Linked DNA regions of Triticum aestivum: region 1 is linked to region 2. A link is a contact called in public Hi-C data. All regions are on one chromosome and are shown on one strand. Each heading gives the region's core, a stretch centred on a gene start, on an enhancer-like site or on the middle of the called end of the contact. The rest is flanking DNA. Distances are from core to core; before and after follow the strand shown.

Evidence for each region. A called contact is a pair of places that touch in the nucleus more often than the background predicts.
Region 1: a Hi-C map of leaf shows a contact between it and region 2, with 3 times the contacts expected there. The contact joins the enhancer-like site here to the promoter of LOC123046089 in region 2. A contact is called at or near these places in 2 of 5 Hi-C or Micro-C datasets (leaf and an unstated tissue).

Annotation. Positions count from the first base shown.
Region 1 is chr1A:282,627,165-282,632,656 of IWGSC CS RefSeq v2.1, reverse strand. No RefSeq gene overlaps it. Among protein-coding and RNA genes, the nearest start is that of LOC123046089, 240 kb to the right of the region's middle. Within about 2 kb of position 2,571, at least 4 of the 8 cell types and tissues checked have an H3K27ac peak or open chromatin away from gene starts, as enhancers often do. A contact at or near this core is called in leaf, where this site is marked.
Region 2 is chr1A:282,383,625-282,388,537 of IWGSC CS RefSeq v2.1, reverse strand. It overlaps LOC123046089, which reads left to right and starts at 2,703. Exons shown (of 1, transcript XM_044469380.1): 1 at 2,703-3,650. The coding sequence starts at 2,860. The coding sequence ends at 3,405.

The sequences.
Region 1 (5,492 bases), core at 1,322-3,821, 240 kb before region 2:
CCATGGACGACGCCTTGATGATGTAGGCACCAAACCAGCAAGGAGAACACCAAGTGGAACCTGGGATTTTTAGTTGTCTTTTTTACACAATTGTGAAGGAGGAGGTGAGAGAATTTGTGAGACTGAAAGCAGGAGTCAAGTATGGCAATCCCATGAGGGCAATGTCTAATATGAAAGGTGTTGGCGGTTCCTCAGTTACACCAGCGGTTTCTTCCTCATTGCTTACTTTGCATTTAATTTTCTTATACGTGGTGTAGGCATACAAAGGCGACCAGTGGAGGAGATGAATAGTTTTTTTGAAAGAAGGTTGAAACCCTCAGCCTCTGCATCAAAGAGATGCAAACAACCATATTTATTGAAGTTAATGCAAGGCAATGAGGCCAAACACGTCAACAAATAGAGTACAAAACATAAACACCAATAGTAGAAACATTATAAGAAATGAATATAAATATAATACCTACGACTAAGTCGACTTCTTCCACAATAACACCTTTAGAAAGGATACACGCCCTCATGTCATCGTCACCACGTCAAGGAGACAACACATTGAACAAGGTAACGATGCAAGTTCGCCACTACAAGGCATGACTAATAAAGGCTAGAGCAATGATTTTCACCTCAGACATGAAGCGGTGTTCCAAACACCTACTCCATGCCAGGTGCTGGCCCAATGCGCTGATGCACCGATGCTGGCCCAACGTGCCAACCCATTCTCAAAACCCGTCCGCTTGGCGTCCGCGCGGATCCATTTCCGGCCCAAATTTGTGGCTGAAATGCGTCGGCGCGGACGAGAAGCTGACGCGCTGCTTGTCCTTTCGGTGTCCGCCGTGTCCTCACCTGGTGGCCGCCCAACTATCGCGTTCGTCTTTATTAATGGCGTCCGCCCACCATGGGCCCATGCGTCAGCGATGGCGGTCAACATTTTTTAATCCGAGCGTGCGGTGGGGGTCTATCCTCATCCACTTCCAGATGCCCCCGTCCCCATCTCGCCACCCAATGTGCTCCCCCGTCGGTGAAAAACCCTAGCCACCGCCATGGGCTTCTTCTCCGACAAGGGCAAGGGCAAGACCCCCACCGCCCCCACCGCCCCCTTCTCCCTACTTCCCCTCGCCTCCGCCGGCGTCTTCCCGCCGGCCTCGGTAGTGCATCAACGTCCCAGTGCACTAGGCTAAGCGGTACTGGGAGCACCGTGACCCCCTCCCATATCCCGACGTGACGCTGCCACACGACTGGCACTTGGATCTGGAGAGGATCCCAGTACCGGCGGCGGCGCAGTCGACGCGGGCGCACGCGAAGGAGGTGCGGCGCCGGTGGCAGCTGCTGTGTCGGAGCAGCGCCGCGACCCCGCCTACCCATTGGACTCTCCCGCTTGGGAGCAATAGTTCGCATTCGAGCACAAGGAGGCCAGGAGGCGCGACGTCCGCGACGTGCGGCATGGCTCCCCGCCGCAGCCCCTCGTCATGAGCGACGAGGACCAGGAGGCGGAGGACGCCTACCAGGCGGCACTGGCGGCTGCCGTCCGTGAAAGCAGGAGGATGAGCGACGGAAGGAGGAGGAGGAGAAGGCGGCGTACCAGGCGCACATTGCGGAGGCCGTCGTCCTCTCCGCGGCCGGCGACTGCGTCGTGCCACCTTTGAGGCCGTCGTCCCCCGTCAAGGCCGAGCCGGAGCCGACCCCCATCGAGCGCTACTCATGGACCGGGGTGGTGCGTGAGTGGGTCAGCGCGCCACCAACCTGGTTGGGGGCGACGCCGGCTCAGGAGCAGCTCTACCTCGAGCAATGGCGGCAGCAAAGGCTGGCCGAGGAGCGTTGCGAAGGCGGGTACCTCGAGCAGCTGGAGCGCGATGTGGAGGACGAGCGCCACGACGCGGAGGAGGACGAGCGCCCTTCCCGCGATGGGGCAGCCTAGCCGGCGGCGGTACAACCGTCGACGGATGACGTCGCTAAAGCCCGTTCGACGGCGTTCCGTTGGGCTGGCCTGGCACTGATGCTAATCGCCTCGCCGGCCCTGACGACGACGACGAGGACGTCTAGGGCAGCGCGCCTCCTCGTTAGTTTTATTTAATATTTTAATTAATGTAAAAATGGACTTGTGGACTCTCGCCGGCCTTTGTGGCCGGCATTATTGTTTAATTAACATTTTTATTTCTCAAAATGTTTACGGTGATTTTTTTCGTGCGACCTCAAAAATGGATCAGGTCAAGATTAGTTTTTCCTTAAATCAAGATTAGCTAGTTCCTTCACCCGCAAAAAAGATTAGCTAGTTGCTTGTTGCAGAGATTTAAAAAGCCTCGTTTGACGTAGCAAGGAGTAGTAGTCTCACTTGGCACACGGACGGAAAATGTTTAAAGATCTGGCGAACAGGAAGGGATTCAAAACTTGAAACCTCTTGGCCTCTAGCCAGTCTTTCCTGTTAGTTGAGTGCAGTTATCGTCTTCCCGGCTCCCAAAGCGAAGCCTCAGATGTCAACGGTCTGCCGTACTGCTGTCATTACTAACCCGACGGTATCCTGCACGGACGCTGCTCCCCTTACCGCAACACGGCACACCCCCTCCCCCCCTCTCTCCTCTCACACACAGAGCTCCCTTTGCCATCGGATCCTGCAAGCGAAGGCACAGGGCGAGAGCGACAGCCCAGCCTCCACGGGGGCCCCGCATCACGTGCCCGTCCAGCGCGCCAGCCTCTCGCGGCTCGCCAAGCGTCTGCCGCCGCGACGGTGCGCCACGTGGCCACCGTGCTCGCCTCGTCTCCGCGTCGCGACAGGCGAGAGGAGAGGGTGCCAAAGCGACCTGCCCCAACAGAAATGAGTGCCCGGAGAGAGTTACCCGAATGCCCCTCCCACGGAGCCAGATCGAGCTTCGTGCATGACCGTACGCGCGCCGACGTCACGGGAGGGAGGGCTGGCCGTCGGATGAATGGGTTGTTGCACCGAGTCCGTCCGTTCGGAGTGGTCCCGGTATGATCACCATTGCAAAAGTGGGTTTCACGAAAGTGGAACGCCATGGAATGGTCGCCCGTAATAATTGCCGGTGGGCTCACAGCTCGAGCTACCGATAAAGAGAAGGCCAGAGAAGAAAAGTTCTCCCTATGTAAACTAATATAAGAGTGTTTAGATCACTAAAATGGTGATCTAAACGTTCTTATATTAGTTTACAGAGGGAGTATCTCGTCACGAAACAAGGCAAACATAGCTTAGGTCCGATCTTAAGCTAATAGGAATTTCGTACTACTAGAACTATTCTTAGTTTTTTTTTCCACTATGAACAGTATTTTTGTTTCTATGGTCACTTAACCCTTACTCCCCCGTCCGGTGAGAATTGACATATAAATTTTTTAGGACAAATTATAAAGTGAATAAAAAAATGCATTGAAAAGATACAAGCCACCATCTCTCATCTTTTTAATTACTCAACTCCAAATGACCTAAGTGCATGCAGAAATTAAGAAGACCATGTGTAGAATATTATTGGTCTTGATTATCATGTGATGAGAGAGAAATATTTTTTTTCTACTTTAAAATGCATTAGGAAGATAAAATTACACTCCCTTGTGAACAAATTTTAAAGCCAAACATACACTCTTCACCGAACGGAGGGAGTAAATCTCAAGCATTCATCCTCCGGTGGAGGATCAAATAATTTGCTATACTTATTCATGGTTTTCTAGTTTCTGTTCGAAAGAGAATGTGTTAAGAGGAAGTCATCACATACCCTTTTTCAAATTAAGTAACCGCTCTCTTGTTTCCTCCCCTAATCCTAGGTGGCTAGGGCAAACTCTCCCCTCCATGCTTCATCGACGAGCCTATGGATTCGACTCCCCTTTGCCTACCGCTTCGGCGGCCAGTGGCAGGGAGGGGAATCCCGGTGCCCCGCACCGGTTAGTAGTCTAGGTTAGCGTTTTTTTTGTCCTCACGGGCGCGATGCTCGGGCAGATTGCAATGCTTCTTCTTCGATTTTGTCTTCCAGACTTTGATCCTCCTCGAGTTCATCCGTCTGGATGTAGTTGACGGAGCTCCGGCGTAGATTCTTGTTGTCTCCTTGGGGTGGTGAGGTTAGGATTTCTAGTCATGTAGCGAGATTTGGTGTCGGGTGTTTTAGATGTATGCAAGGGTTCAACAGCGACAACTGTGGCTTCGGGGCATTGGTCCTTAGGGGCACGTGTACAAAGACTTCCCAACTATCGTCAATAAGGCCAAGCCGGCTCCAATATGGGAGCGGAGATAGCGGCACGCCAGTGGCTCGTTCTAGCGACAGTAGTAGTCGTGCGATGGATTCGGAATCTCGATGTCATTTTGCTTTGTATTTTCGGTGATCTTTTACAATAGATCTGATCATTTTCGCAGAATAAAGAATGTGTCAAGACATTTGATTCATTTTGTGTACATATGGAGCCGTATTTTACTTTTACTTTTTGCTTTTAGCGGTGCGTGCGCACCAGCTAGCTAGATTAGAAACTTTTAGGTTTTTCTGTTTGTTGTTTTTATTACATTAAATCTGGATGATTTTTCTTTGCTTTGTTCATTATTTTCTTTATAGTGGAACCCAATCTAATGGCAAAAAATAGAATGATGCGAACGAAAGAGTCCCTAAAACTTTCAAATTCTTCCAAACTAATGGCAAACAATTGAGCCATCCCAGCTATATGGATCGCATGCACTTTCTTCGTCTCATATTAAGTGTGACTCAAACGGATGTATCTAATACTGAAATACATCGAGATACATCTAAATCATAATTTGTGATTCAAATATCCGTACATAAGTGCTTTCATGATATAATGAAACCATCTTTATTTTGGCAACTTAACCACACGTGATACTATGCACTGGCATCTGGCAAAGTACATATAACATGTGTTGAATTATTTTTAACAATGTACAATCGAAGTTTCTCATATGCACGCATATGCCGTCACCCCTACGAGCTCCTTCAGGATACTGAGCTGGCACTACATCTTGAGATTGACGAAATCACCATAGGCGCATCGTAGTTGATGGAAACGTCTCTTCCCATTGAACAAATATCGCCAGAAAATTAAAATGAATCCAAGAAAATGTGTGCACCGGTGTCGAGTTTAGGACTTGAAACTTGATGAACTGGTTCCATCACAAGAACCTAACAATCTTAGTTAGACTCAGATTGCGTTTGATTATTTGTTGGTTGCTTCCACAATGCCAGCTTTACAAGATGAGGATCAATTATTTCAGTGCACAATATGGATAAAGTGATGTGAGGTGCCAAGGCAAGGCACGTGTATATAAGAAAAATAATAATTGTACTGGCGTACAATATTTCGAAATGCCATAATTGATGGGTATGGTTACTATAGATTTTTTCTCTCCGAAATATAGACATACTGGGCAACCATGATTGTGATTATTGAGATTATGTATTTGTTAAATTAGTAGATGATAGCCTGATAATGAATTAGCGGTACAAATAAAAGTCTAACAAAAACAGAAGCACTTCATTACAATGAAATTGAATACA
Region 2 (4,913 bases), core at 1,454-3,953:
GTTTTGTAAATATTAGCAAACTCCTTGGCTAACTCTTGCTTAGTGACCTCCCCTTGCTCCACAAAGACTATTCCAACATTCTTGAGCCAACTCTGATGCTGGGCATTGACATCTGGCATGTCCAAATGGTAGAAGCCCAAGCCGTGTGCAGCACCACCCACATATTTGGTAGCTGAGTGAGGTCTCTTCCTAGTAGGACAATCTTCAACTTTGTGACTGATCATCTTGCAAATGAAACACCCCTTTGGCTTGATGCACTTGTCCTTGTGGTGCCCAGGATCTCCACAATTATAGCAAGTAACACTAGTGTAAGACATCAAGCCTGGGTTGATTTGTTGCTTCTGAGCCACATCTTGCTTCTTTTTCTGTTGAATCTTCCCTTGGTTCTTACTCTGCTGCGAGCTCCCTCCCTGACTGTTGCTGGGGTCCGAAGACTGTCCCCCTGTTTGCCCTTGCATCAGCTGCTGTGGAGGGTCGTACCATTGTTGCTGTACACCCCCACGATTGCTGCGAGAATTGGCCAGGGAATTGACCCGGGAAAGCCCATGGTGGGGGTGGTCCTTGGTAACCAAAGCCGAAGAACGACGGCTGCCCCCCCCCCACCGGCACCCATACCTGAATTCATCTGCTCTTGCTGCTAGTTGTTGGAGTTTTCTTCCCTTCCTCCTTTGCTTCTTCCACGGCCACGGCCTCTCCCCCCTCCATGGTGGGATCCGCAGCGGCAACAGCTAGGCTTGGTGAGGACAGGGCGGCGGCGGCATTGGGTGGGGAGGAGGGGGGAGTGGAAACCCTAATCTTGTCCCTCCCCCCCTTCGACACTTTTTATACCACTCCAGAGTTGACTGTATCTGAGCTCCGCTTCGTCACCATGGCAGGCTGGAAAGCAGCTTGGTGATCTGGAAGCTTTTCCCCCCAAATTTTTGTAAGCGCTTTTGGTGCTTATCCTTCTCTGAATCACTCTGAAGCCCGCCGACGAGCTCCATAACTAACATGGCTTCAGTTTCGTTAGAAACGCTCACATCCCCCTTGGCTGGAGCTTAGCAACCTCTCCATCAGATCCATACACTCCTGCGGATGGGCTCGATAGAAGGCTTCCCATCGCACTCTTCTGGATTTGACTCTCGAGGTTCTTGCCGCAAGCGCCCACGCAATCATTTCCGATGGCTGGGTTGCTTGATTTAGCGCAATCAGAGAGGGTTCCTCCTCCTCCGCGTGCATCAGAATGCGAGTCACAAGCTTCTGGGTTGATTCTGTGCCCCTCCTAGGCAACCTTAACTCTCTCTGCAGCTTCCTGGTGAGTTCCACAATCAGCAGCTCTTCCGCCACCCGATCTGGTGTTGCTTCTCGCACACTCATGGCCAGAGTGGTAGGCAGAGCAAGCTCGGGTCTCTCCGCCCATGTCCTCTGCAAGGCTCAGCCCGCAATCCACATCCTGAAATCCTGCAAACTCCGAATCCATCCAAATTTGCTTCACCCACTCGTGACACTCCGGTCCATTTGTGCCACTATTGTAGGATGCCTCTGCGCTCAGTCCATGGCCGGGTAGGGGAGAGGTATGGCCAGGGGTCGACCTCTTCTGAGTCCGAAGGCGGCGCCGATGGCATTTTCCCCTCGATGCATTCCCAGCTCGCCCGCCTTTGTGGATCTGCACTCCTTGCCTCCGCCCGCGCCCACCTGACTAAATCCTTTGGGGATGCGGTCGGGCATGGCATCCTCCTCTTTCTCCTCCCGACTGCCTTCGAAGTAGATCCTCCTCGCCAGATTGAGGAGCTCCTGATCTGCGGTGTGGCCATAGGTCTTGATTCCCAAGGCGCCCATACCTTCATCTCCGGATCTGGCTCTGCCTCCGCCTTCTGCTGCAGCGCCCTCCACTCCCGTTCGTAGAGGAGATAGGAGGGCACGTCGTCGTGGATCCGCGTGGCTCACTCCGTCCACCTCCGCATCCTCGTCGCCCGCAGCGCCTCCGGCGATACCGACCCTATCGGCCGCAGCATCTCCGGGAAGGCCCGGTACACAAAGGGGGAGGCATGTATGGGATTGTCGAGCCCGGGCGAGGTGGCGAGCAGGTGGATCTGTCGGCTCTCAGCATGTGGGGCGGGGAGGCTCGCCGTCGCGGGGAGATCGGCGGCGAGGTGAGGTGGGTGGGATGGGTGGGGTGGAGTGGAGTCGCGGTCGCAAGTGAGAGCATGAGTCGCCTTATTTCTCGTCACGTAGATCCTACAATTTTTTTTACTGCCTGGTTACCACAATAAATGGATCTGCTGGCCTCTTCACTATTTACGCATGGCCTTGATTTGCCCACGGATTTCAAAGAGGACACGATCCCCTTTTCCTTTTTGCGGGCAGAAGAGGACAGGGTCTCATGGGTTCGTTGGATGGCCAGCAGCTACTATGTATACTCATGTGCAAAAACGCAAGCGAAGCAAATACTCCGCGCCCATACCTCGGCCAAATTCAAGCCATTTCTGGCTCCATTCACTCGCAAACAACGAAACAGTACTACGCTCCTCCCATGACACCGCAATGCTGCGACACACTGGCATCTTAAAAAAAATGCAGTACTAGTACACCGGCAGCAACGATGGCAGACGCCGTAAATATGCTCAACCAGGCCCCCCATTAAAGTCACTCCGCGAAACAAACCTTATCCACACCACTCCCCCGTCCCTCTCCCGCCGCTATAAAACCCGCCGCTCCACTCCACCAGTTGGAGTAGGAAGAAGAACAAAACGCCATCGCGGTTCACATACACTTTTACACACGGCAGCACACGGAACACGCACACACGTTGCTTGTGCGCCTCCTCCGCCGGATCACGAGCCAACCGCACCGAGGTCGGCGGGGTAAGAGCGCGCGACGATGGCCGGCCGGAGCAGCAGCCGTTCCATGGTGTCCGCGCACCGGCTCTTCGCGCCGGCGCCCGCGCGCACCCTGCAGCACGCGGCCGACCCGGCCCTGGAGCTCGACGAGGCCGACATCATCTGGGGCGGCGCGGCGCTGGCGTCTTCCCCGCCGGCCGACGCGTACGGGCGGGCCCTGTCCGCGTCCACTCCCTCCAGGGCCTCCAAGCCGCGCGCCGCGGCGCCGCGGGATGCCGCCGGTGGCGGTGGCGGCGTCGGGGGCCCGGCGTCGCTGCCCGTCAACATCCCCGACTGGTCCAAGATCCTGGGGGCGGAGTACGGCGGGGGCAGCGCCGGCGCGGGGCGGTGGCCGTCGGACGATCGCGGGGACGCGTACCTGGACCGCGGCGACCGGCAGTGGGTGCCGCCGCACGAGCAGCTCATGTACCGGGAGCGCGCCGCGGCGTCCTTCTCGGTGCGCGAGGGCGCCGGGCGCACGCTCAAGGGCCGCGACCTCCGCCGCGTCCGCAACGCCATCTGGGAGAAGACCGGCTTCCAGGACTGATCCTGATCCGGCCCACCCACGGCGATCGATCGTCCGTCCCCTTACGATTAATTTGATGAGTTTTTTTCTTTTCTTCTACGAGTAGTTTGTGATCGGTGATGAGAATGAGATGAGATGCAGGGAGAGTAGTAGAGATTGGTTAAGCCTCTGGTTTTGGCAGTTTTCCCCGGAGAGGCTGGCTGGCTCGATGTACTACCGCTTAATCGATTGCTCCTTAACAAAGATGATGAGTACGAGTTGTACCAGCACTGTCCATGTGCTGCCCACTGATTTCTTGCTGGTTAACCACTGATCTATAATGATCTGCCATCACCAGCAGTAGTACTAGTACTACTAAAATGATCTGCCACCTGCAGAGAAAACTGGTTGGTGCAGATAGGCGTAGTAGTACTACTGTTTGTAAAGATTCCAGAGAAATTAGTTGTAGGTAGAGTGAGCTGTTGGGATTATTGGCAGAGCAGATTTTCGATTTAAAAAGGGAGCCTAGTCTATCGGGGGAGTTGGGGGCAGATTTGGACGTGCGGAGAATAAAATTTGTAAACAAATCGCATGCGAAATGGATAGGGAAGAGAGAGAGAGAGAGAGAGAGAGAGAGAGAGATGGAGAGATGGAGAAAGTGGGAGGGGCCCTGATTGGACGATGGGGGAGAAATGTCGACACTTCGCATTAACTAGTTAGTTCGCCCGCATACTTAACTGCAAAGTACTAGCATTGCCTCCAAAAAGAAGGAATAAAAATAGCGACCCGAGTAGCAGAGCAGGAATATGAACAAACACCTCACGTTTAGTCTTGCAAGGGCAACCAATGGTTTGGTAGATCACAGCTGATGAAGACGTCAGAGAAAGCTACCGGTCAAAAACACCGCGTACACAAGGTCTCGTATAGAATTTCAGCTGTGTTTGTATGACTTTGGACCTCATGCAGCATGTATCACTTTGAAACTCATGCTGGCTCACATTTCTTCTAATGGACCGCCTTTTTTTTAGAATATGGACCGCCTGTTCTAGAAGGTATTTCAGTGCTAGATAGACTAATTTCGGACGAAGAAATAGATCGCCTCTTCTAGAATGTAATAGTATAATACCAGTGTTCACGTCTCTTATCCTTCCTTTTCCGCGAGGGAGTACTGAATAAAGTCTCTTGTAATGGAGGGCGTTAGGATATACGGAGTTGCGCTATTGGCATTTTGGTACGAAACCAATTTAGCTCCGTGGAATATTCGCGGCGATAAAGAGATGGCAAAGGAAAGGGAAAGCTCCGGGAAAAGGTAGGTTCAGAGCGCCACTCGGTTGCCGCGTCTGGCTAAGTGAGAGCGACTCTACTGTCGCTCCCTTGCGCGTTAGAAGATCATATCATACGTGCACGTCGTGTTCGCTGCATAAGTATTTGTGTCTGACAGGCAACAGATAATAGGCGTAAAGAAAAGGCAAAAGGAGAGAGAGTTGAGGATTTGACGGCGTTGTTTAATAAGCTGCTGTGGTGTGGTGGCGGAACGCCGCGTTTGCCTG